Linked DNA regions of Zea mays: all the other regions are linked to region 1. Evidence: chromatin contacts called from public Hi-C data. All regions are on one chromosome and are shown on one strand. The core of a region is the stretch at or near the end of the contact, and the rest is flanking DNA. Distances in the headings are between cores, read along the strand shown. Region 1 holds the start of LOC100285540. Region 2 overlaps LOC100281969 (phytoene dehydrogenase-like). Region 3 holds the start of LOC100383002 (pink scutellum 1).

What was found. A called contact is a pair of places that touch in the nucleus more often than the background predicts.
Region 2: a Hi-C map of tassel shows a contact between it and region 1, with 2.1 times the contacts expected there. The contact joins the enhancer-like site here to the promoter of LOC100285540 in region 1. A contact is called at or near these places in 2 of 25 Hi-C or Micro-C datasets (ear and tassel).
Region 3: a Hi-C map of bundle sheath shows a contact between it and region 1, with 2.2 times the contacts expected there. The contact joins the promoter of LOC100383002 here to the promoter of LOC100285540 in region 1. A contact is called at or near these places in 3 of 25 Hi-C or Micro-C datasets (bundle sheath, ear and tassel).

What each region holds. Positions count from the first base shown.
Region 1 is chr5:103,152,107-103,155,436 of Zm-B73-REFERENCE-NAM-5.0, reverse strand. It overlaps LOC100285540, which reads left to right and starts at 1,708. Exons shown (of 6, transcript NM_001370719.1): 1 at 1,708-2,262. The coding sequence starts at 1,853.
Region 2 is chr5:103,398,139-103,401,468 of Zm-B73-REFERENCE-NAM-5.0, reverse strand. It overlaps LOC100281969 (phytoene dehydrogenase-like), which reads left to right. Exons shown (of 2, transcript NM_001154886.1): 2 at 585-1,002. The coding sequence ends at 854. Among protein-coding and RNA genes, the nearest start is that of LOC100281969, 9.8 kb to the left of the region's middle. Within about 2 kb of position 1,833, at least 9 of the 20 cell types and tissues checked have an H3K27ac peak or open chromatin away from gene starts, as enhancers often do. A contact at or near this core is called in ear and tassel, where this site is marked.
Region 3 is chr5:102,919,361-102,922,690 of Zm-B73-REFERENCE-NAM-5.0, reverse strand. It overlaps LOC100383002 (pink scutellum 1), which reads left to right and starts at 1,839. Exons shown (of 1, transcript NM_001175684.1): 1 at 1,839-3,330. The coding sequence starts at 1,886.

The DNA of each region.
Region 1 (3,330 bases), core at 459-2,958:
TATGGTTAGAAGTACTAATTAATAAAGAGATATTAGAGCTTCCTATAATGAGAGATTTCGTTATTTCTCCCTGAAAGAGAGAGAGGAGCGAGAGAGTTGTTAGGCTCACTCGGCCATCGAAGATCTAGGGGAGGGAGCGACTTCGTGAGCCATTGGAAAGAGTCTTATTGTTCACTTGTTTAGAATTGCAACTTTAGCGACGTTTAGTTTATATTTAACTTTTAGTATCTTATTCTATTATCTCAATTTTAACCAAACAAGCCTTATATTTTATGCTGTATTTTATTCCAAGCATTACACATAACTTTAGAATATAGCTAAAAATGCATTTTCTTGGATAGTGTGCATTGGTTCTAAAAATCTCTCCACAACCAAACACCCCCTTTATCGCTACTAGTAAAGTGCTCGTACGTTGCTACAATTTTTATTTATGCTTAAGTAATATACATCACAAATACTTTAGCATTTTACTATTTAAATGGGGAACACAATGATGATGAAAACCGTAGAATTAGAAAAATTGGTGTTTTAATATAGCAGAAATAGAGATAGAGCAGAGATAGAGATAGAGATAGAGATATAGATAGAGAAGTAATAATAAAAGTCTCTCTCCTCTTTAAAAAAAGAAAATGCAATATTTCTCTCTTTTTCTAGTATCGCTATGTATGCACAAATATTGCAAGTCACTATAGTTCCCTTTATTTTCTTCTAGTAAAGGAGTGTTTAATATACTAAAGATAATAGGTAGGAGGTGTTTGAATGCACTAGAACTAATATTAACTTTCTTTTAGTATTAAAACACCAATTGGGTAAAAATTGATAGTGAAATTAGTAGCGAACAAATAGCTAGCTACTATTAGTTAATTTGCTAAAAATAGCTAAAAGCTAAATTATTAGTTAGACTGTTTGGATGTCTCGACTAATTTTAGCAGCTAATTATTAATTCTAGTGCATTCAAACACTGCTTAGTTGGCTAAAAAGTTAATAGTTGAATTAGCTAGCTAACTATTAACTAATCTAATAAAATAGCTAATATCTAAATAATTAGACAGACTGTTTAGATGTCTTTAACTAATTTTAGCAATAAACTATTACCTATAGGAAATATTTGAATGCACTAGAGCTAATGTTTAGTTGGCAAAAAAGTTGTTAGTGAAATTAGTTAACTAACAAATTTCTAGCTAGCTATTAACTAATTTACAGTAGCTAATGTCTCTAATAAATTTTAGCAGCTAACTATTAAATCTAGTGTATTTAAACACTACAATCAAACATGACCTAAAACTATCGACTGTTGTTCGGACTGCTGCAGTTATGGTTTAGGACTGTTTGCTTCAGATTAAAAACAGCTGTTCAGATTGCTGGAGCTACAATCCATAAAGATAAAACACTGAGTAGAATTTAATATGGATTAAAGCCCAGCAAACAGACGGGGGTTGTTAAAGACCAAGGATCTCGTTCGATAAGTACCTCTGTTCGATGAAATTTAACGTTATAGATACTCACCTAGAAACGAAAACCAATTCAGTTTTTATTTTGGTTTAAAATTTGAAAAGTAAAAGTCAAAATTTGGTCTTTTTCAAAATTATCGAGCTGAACCTCGACCTCCTATGGTGAAAAAAAAAAACAGATCATCATCACAATCGACGATTGCATTTCACACGCGAAATTTCCCCTTTTCCAACGCCACAGCAAACAGCATCCACAGCGGAGAGCGTCTCTTTCTCCTTCCCCTCCCTCTTTCCACGACACCAAAAGAAACCGAAAACCATCGACGCGCTCCGTCCACCCTCCCCTACCCCGCGTCCTCCTCCCCTACGCCTCCCAGCCCAGCGGCAAAACCTAACCCTAGATGGGCGCCGTCACCTCTACGGTCGCGGCGCGCTTTGCCTTTTTCCCGCCGAGCCCGCCGTCGTACGGGTTCGAGCAGCCGGCGCCGCTTCCGGCCCCTGCCACACCCGAGCCTCCGGCCCCGGCCACATCCAAGCCGCCGCCTCCGGCCCCGGCCACACCCAAGCCGCCGCCAGCGGGGGAGGAGAAGGGCGGTGGCGCGGTGGTGGAGCTCACGGGCGTCCCGCGGAGGGTTAACGTGGAGGCGCGGCGGCTGCGGACGAAGCGGGGCACGGAGGTGGTCGCGATGCACGTGCGCCAGGCGGGGGCCAAGCTCACGCTGCTCTACTCCCACGGCAACGCCGCCGACCTCGGCCAGATGTACGAGCTCTTCGTCGAGCTCAGCGCCCACCTCAACGTCAACCTCATGGGGTACGCTCCGTCCCCCCCCCCCCCCCCCCCCCCCCCCCCCCCCCCCGATTGAGTTGCATTGGCCTTCTTGCAATTCTGTGCCATTGGGTTGGGACCACCGTGGCTTCGCAGTGTGGCCTTGGATCTTCCTGATCGTGTCCTGGATCGGAGATACAGCTGCAATCTTATCTCAAGTTAGAATGCCGATCGTGTTCATTCGGATGGAATGGTGGGACTCGGGGGCGGATCACTGGGGTTGCTGTCTCCTAGCTTCGATTACAGATGCAAGCTTACTAATTGCTGTTGCCCTGAGGCATTCGTGATCTGAGTATGGAGCTGTGCTAATGCTGGAATGGTGCTTGATGTTACTGGGTTTGCTTGCAGTAGTTCTAGTTCTAGTACAAGTTTACATTTTTTTTTGTTACTCCAAGTTCACTATCTTCATATAAGCGTTGACCCCTGGCCTTTTGTTTGCTGGTGGTTGTATACGCTCAATCTTGGCTTTGAAACCAGTCGGACACTGTTACTTTAGCTGATTTGTGGTTGTCGTAATTTTTCTGTGAGGCTGTTTCATTTTAGATTTGCAATAAACCTGCCCAAGTCTGTTTGAGGCGATTGCTCTCCAATCTAGCTAATTTACTTAAGCTTAGTTAACACAAATTAAATTTGGTTTTTTAGTTCCTATTTGCTATATGTTATTTTTATGACCGAGTTGATTTTATGTGAGGTGGCATGGAGCCTGGTTTTCGTTTGTTTGCATAGATTTTGATTGTTATATTTCACTATATTTCCTGGTTTCATTTGACTTGTTCATCAATTGAGTGTAGTACAAACATTTTTTTTGGTACCAGTGTGCTGAAATAGCACCTGCTTGCAGGGGCATGAAATTGATACATACATTCATGCAGTTTGTCTGTTTGGTAGTGCTAGTAAAGTTCTAATACTGGAATTGCTGGTCAAATGTTTTAATTGACGAGTAATTTTGCAAATCTTTGTTATTCACTATCTGAGGAAGTGTTCGAATGGTTGAATTAATTACTGGCAGTTGGTAACTCTCCATAATTGGAAGTTAGGAAACAAAAATCTTAG
Region 2 (3,330 bases), core at 584-3,083, 250 kb before region 1:
TCCAAACCATCTGATCCGTTAGGTTACGATTCAACCACATATACAACCATAGTTTGTTAGAGGGTTTTTTATAAAGATTATTGAGTTGGTGGTGGAAGGGTTTAAGTGTTAAATATGACTTACGGTTGGATCACGATCTAATGGATCAGATAGTTAGCTTGTACGCTTACACAGAAGGACTGTTTGCACAATAGTCGTTGCCTTTATAGTTGGAGGTTGAAATTAGACAAAGGCAAAAGTCGGGCCAAAAATAGACTTAATCCTTAATTTTGTTTTCATGGATGCTGGATCAGAAGTTCAAAACAACAAAAGTGAATGTACAGTATTATTGGAATGGAGGCTAACTTGTTATCATGGTGTGTTCTGTTACTGGTCTATATATGACCATAATATGTTAATATATTTTCTTTAAAAAAACTAGTCAAAGTTAGAGATATTTGACTTAGGGAAAAGCTATTGTGAACTATAGTTTGGAATGTGTGGAGTACTGGTTATGTTGTGGCTGGCATTTGCGGTTACATGCAACTTTCTATTCAATTTAATATATATATTGGCAGTCACTTGATTTCTGTCATTGCTGTCAGGGGACTAACAATCAGCTTGCTCTGCTTGAGAAGATGAATGATCGCGTATCACAGGAATACAGCAACTACGGTGACATCGCCGCTGGTCTGCGAGTATTTGTAGAGCAGCTGAATGAGAAAAACCGAGGCTTCGAGGATTACGTGTCGCAGATTGATGCGATAGATCAACAGGTGACTGAGTTTGAGGCAGTGGTGTCCATGCTCGACAAGCATGTTGCCCTCTTGGAAAAGAAAGTAAAATCGGCCTATCACATTTCTACTACCCAATGATTTCCATCCATATGCCACAATGCAGATTCTTTTGCCAACACTTGAGCTTATCCGGGAAACATATTATTATATATTCTGGCTGAGGAAACAACGCTGTAGCTGTAGCTGTAGGTGTTCCCACCGTTGAAATGATGCAATCAGATTCCAAGTTGTGCTGTAGTAACTTTCAGACAAACAGGCAGCAGTTGGGTTTTGTCCCTCACAGTCACAGTGTATTATTAGTGTTAGGAAATTGATGCATGGGTGCCGGGATTTGCGGGGCACAATCATTGCCTACTGCTCCACAAGAAACATGTCACTGTTGTGTGTGTTGTAATTTCTGGATCAATGGGCGAACTGCATCTTGCAGTGTACGCGCTTGCCACCAAGATTCCTGCAGATTTTCAGCCAAAGGAAATCTGGCTGCAGGGGAGCAGTCCATGGAGCTGAATCCTCCTGTACAAAAGAATCTTGAGGCCTTGGATGCTTATATATTCATCTAAATATATTTTTATATATTCATCTAAATCTATATTTATATATTCACCTAAATCTATAGGTGTTAAGTGATTTAATGTAGAATCTAAACTAAATTTCAGTTATTTCACACCATCGCCGCAGTGCTACCTGTACTGACTACCAATTGCAGGTTTTGTGTTGATCTTCGGTTCATGCTCTTGTACCACGTGGGATGAATTACACATCCTTCTCTTTCTGCGGAATATCCCATGCAGTTTCTTCTTCCATTACTTCCGTCCGTCGTACCGCTGTAGTTGTAATCTACAAAATAAATATAATGTAAAAACAGTATAAATTGTTTTAGATTAAAGTTGTAATTCATAGAGATAACAGAAGCTGTTTCGGATTATGCTTATTTTTTATAGTTCGGATGGGTTTTCAAACTACACGACTTCGTCCAAAATCTGGCAGTCTTTGCTTTCCGAGACGTCTCAGGAGCACAGGCAGATTTGACCTCCGTTTGCACCGGGAAACCCGTCGACTTGACCTCGTGCTCCCGGCCCAAACTGGGAATTGGGCCGAGTCACACTCGGCTCTGACCCAAGCCTATCATACTTGGTATCAAATGGGTTTAGATAAATAATGCTAAAAAAAAAATTAAGTCATATCGTAACAGATCGAAGTGTAAAAACAGTGACCCACTCTATCTTAAATGACTTCTTGCATTTGTTGGACCGTGCCAACCAAGCTCGGCCAATATACTACATAAAATTAAAATATTGCAACCACGTAAAGTTCATATCTTACTAAATTAAAGATATTAAACAATGCTAATATCATTTAACATCATAAAGTCCAAATATCATAACAATATAAAGTCTACCACTCATTAAATTAATAAAAATAAACAACATGGACTTAATTAGGCCGTGCCGGCCTAAGTCTGGCCCATCTGTGTAGGCCGTGCTGGGCAAGACGGGCCAGAATTTGAGGTCCGACCCAATCCCGACTTCGGGCCATACTAGTCAGGTCCATATTATTTCGTGTAGATCATACTTTGGGCTTCTGTTTTCGGACCATACTCATTTAAAAAGTATAATCCATATTTCCAGCACTAGCTCAAACGTTGCAAGACGCAAAAGGGATTTATTAATTCGATTCACACAGGTTTCCTCGAGAACGGGACGCAAGAGAGACCATTCATCGAACAGCGGCACTTGCCCTCGCGACAAGTTAAACTGAATTATTAAGCACCGGCTGTCAGAGGGTGGAGGCAGCACTGTCAGTCCAAAATAATGGCGTCCTGTCCTGATGATGGCATGGGCCATATGGCTGGCCAGCCTCGCCTGGTCTAAAAGCTTCCAGGGCGTCACCGTCGAGCTCAAGTCTTTTGGGATATTGCTGCAGCTGCAGGCACCGGTCCCTGGACTCTTGGGATATTGCGTGATGATGGTGTCTGGACGTTTAAGCCTATTACCATAATAGTTGTGTTCTATACATATGATTGTATGTGTTAACACGTACCATTGTACTTTATATAGATAAATTTGACAGCGTAACCACGCGCCACTAGAGGTGCTAATGGATCGTGATCCAAATGTTTCTTTACAAAATATTAGGATCCAAAATAATTTTTAGTTCAAAATTAATAAAAATAGAGTCTAATCTTAATCCGATTCGATCCTTAAATCTTATAGTGTAAAATTTAGAGCCCATTATCACGCTTACGCGCCACGCAAGGTGCATGGTCCCGTAAATTGCCGAAATTTCATCATAATACCATACAAGTATACATGAGAGTTATATATCTATTACAAATGCTATATGAACATATATACTCATGCGAAAACAAATGAAACACATCTGGAAATCGCTTCTTCCACACAAATTGGGCCTTTCTTAGCGAGGATATTGTGGAAGGTGTCAAACTCTGGTTTACTCAGAGGGTGATGCCTCAGGGAGTGAACGACACATGCATTCCTTATTCCCAAGACAGCTCATTTGGTAAGTCTGAACTACTACAACCTTAGTTTCTGTA
Region 3 (3,330 bases), core at 590-3,089, 230 kb after region 1:
TAGGCGACCAGTAGCCCAAGCGGCTTCGCAGACACAGAATCCGACCTCGACTGGAAACGGTGAAGCGCTCATTTCAGTGTGTCTACATCGAAGAGTCACAAGTAGTCCGAAGAAGGTCACCTGTAGTTCAGCAAACTGAACCTGCAGTAGTAGCTTAGACCAGCAGCTTCCTGGCACAAATATTATAATGAACTATGCTGAAACTTGATTCAGCACTTACATGATTTGGGTGGTATTCCCTTCAGTTTTGTTGTGCTCGTGAAGACTTTAATATGTACAATGTTGAGTCCCTGTATCAAAACAATGCAGGTAGTGAAGGTTCCTTGTTCAGCGCGAGCAGATTTTCCTTGTTCAGCGCGAGCAGATTTTCATCCACTTTTGTTGTATAGGTCTGAAGGGAATGAAGTGTCTCTGGATGCATCTACAAGAAAACATACCACAGAGGCACCATCGAGCTCAGGCACAACGAGTGCAAGGAGGGAAGGATGTCTCACGGAGTTGGTAGTTTCTGAGAGGCGCCCTTCGTGTAGGTGGCGTCGGTGGCCGCGGAGGGCGGGAACATGCGGAGCACGGAGGTCGACAACGCTGCCGCGGCGTGGGACTACTCGCTGGAGTCGTAGAACATGGCGGAAGAGGACACGTTCTTGGATGCCGGGGCCGGCGGGTGAGGGAGGCGCTCGACGACCTCGTCGAGGACGGGGACCAACACGTCGTCTGCAAGCTCGAAGTTGGTGGTGGCATGGGGCCCACTTAGCTGGATGGTGGCTGAGTGCGGCCTCCTCGGTGGTATCAAAGTCGACGAGTCAGATGCGCACATGACGCTAGGGGTCGCGGATCTCTGCTGTGTACTTGCCCCATGGTCGGCGCCGCACTCTGTAGTACTGGGGCTCGGTGTCGGCGTCGTTCGACTTCCTCTCCCGCTCTGTGAGGGCCAACAGCCTGGGCCACTCCCTCGCCGTGGCCCGCATGGACGACGCCTCCTCCTTCAGTGCTCGCTCCAGACGGATCTCCTAGATGTAGTGCTTCACCCTATGGACGGCGAGCACCATGGACGGCGGCTGTTGCGTGGGGAGCGGGGTGCGGGCGACAGAGCGTAACGGCGACGGGAGCGGAAGGGCGCCTAGGGAGGCGTGGAGCACGGGCTGGGCCAGAGCAGGCACCGCCCAGGCGATGCCTCCGGCGCTGGGGACGCAAGGCAGGGGCGGGGGATGTGCCACTGCGTGGGCGTGGGCGAGATCCAAGGGCGGGGGCTCGGCAGGGGTCGCGAGTGTGGGAAAGAGAGAGGCGGGGGCACGACGGGGGCATGGAAGGTGTGGACGCCTTCGTTGTAGTCTTAATAGGAGTAGTATAGATTAGTCATAGATCTAAAAGTGCACTGCATAATACAGTAGTTAGCTTTTTCTTGCTTTAACCTTTATGTTACATGATCGAAACTCGCATTAGGCCAGTCGCCCAGACACAGAGAGGAAACATCGTCTGGTCATTGTAAGGCCTGAATAAACATGGGGTCGGGGCATGGCAATTCCCGGTAACCACCAGCGCAATTTGGACGGTTTGAAAGGTGACAAGTAGTGGGGGTAAGCTTCCGATGCTGCGCTCGTGGTGGTTGTGAAGGCCGGCGTTGTCTCTTACCTGCGAAGGCCGGCGCAGGATCTATCGGTAGAATCGGCCAGCAGCGTTTTCGTGGACTTGTCCTTCGTCTTTAAGGCCAAAAGTAATATTCAAAAAACATTTGAGGTGCTTGGGTGAAGAATGCCACAATGGAATTGGATCGACGGTGGTGCCCCCACTCAAAGCAGCTGCAGCTTATCACCACCGCCTCAGGCTCAGGATTGCACGGCTCCGCCGCGCTCGAATTCCCCCCACCTTCCACCAGGCCAGCACCATGGCCACTACCGCCCTCCTCCTCCGCACTCACCACCATCCCTGCAAGCCGCCGGCGCCGCGCGCGTCCGTACTCTGCCGCGCCACGGCGGGGATGGCTGGGCCGGCGTCGGCCGCGGCGCTGCGGTCCCTGGCCCCGCCCACGCGGCCGGAGCTGCTGTCGCTCGACCTGCCCCGCTACGACCCAGCGCCCGCCCGCCCCGTGGACCTCGCCGTGGTGGGCGGCGGGCCCGCGGGCCTCGCTGTGGCGCAGCGCGTCGCGGAGGCGGGCCTGTCGGTGTGCGCCATCGACCCGTCCCCCGCGGTCGTGTGGCCCAACAACTACGGCGTGTGGGTGGACGAGTTCGAGGCCATGGGCCTCTCCCACTGCCTCGACACCGTCTGGCCCTCCGCCTCCGTCTTCATCGACGATGGCGGCGCCAAGTCGCTCGACCGCCCCTACGCCCGCGTCGCGCGCCGCAAGCTCAAGTCCACCATGATGGACCGCTGCGTCGCCAACGGCGTCGTCTTCCACCAGGCCAAGGTCGCCAAGGCCGTCCACTACGACGCCTCGTCCCTCCTCATCTGTGACGACGGCGTCGCCGTCCCGGCAAGCGTCGTGCTCGACGCCACGGGCTTCTCGCGCTGCCTCGTGCAGTACGACAAGCCGTACAACCCGGGGTACCAGGTCGCCTACGGCATCCTCGCCGAGGTCGACGCCCACCCGTTCGACATCGACAAGATGCTCTTCATGGACTGGCGCGACTCGCACCTCCCCGAAGGGTCGGAGATCAGGGAGCGCAACCGCCGCATCCCCACCTTCCTCTACGCCATGCCCTTCTCCCCCACCAGGATCTTCCTCGAGGAGACGTCCCTGGTCGCGCGCCCGGGGCTCGCCATGGACGACATCCAGGAGCGCATGGCCGCGCGCCTCAGGCACCTGGGTATACGCGTCCGAAGCGTCGAGGAGGACGAGCGCTGCGTCATCCCCATGGGAGGGCCGCTGCCCGTCCTGCCGCAGAGGGTTGTCGGCATCGGCGGCACGGCAGGGATGGTGCACCCGTCCACGGGCTACATGGTGGCGCGCACGCTTGCCACCGCGCCTATCGTGGCGGACGCCATCGTAAGGTTCCTCGACACCGGCACCGGCAACGGCATGGGTGGCCTGGCAGGGGACGCGCTCTCCGCCGAGGTGTGGAAGCAGCTGTGGCCAGCCAACAGGCGGCGGCAGAGGGAGTTCTTCTGCTTCGGCATGGACGTCCTGCTCAAGCTGGACCTCGAGGGAACGCGGCGGTTCTTCGACGCCTTCTTCGACCTGGAGCCACACTACTGGCACGGTTTCCTGTCATCCAGACTGTTCCTGCCGGAGCTCTTGATGTTCGGCCTCGCACTGTTCGGGAACGCCTCCAACTCGTCGAGGCTGGAGATCATGGCCAAGGGCACCGTGCCTCTTGGCAAGATGATTGG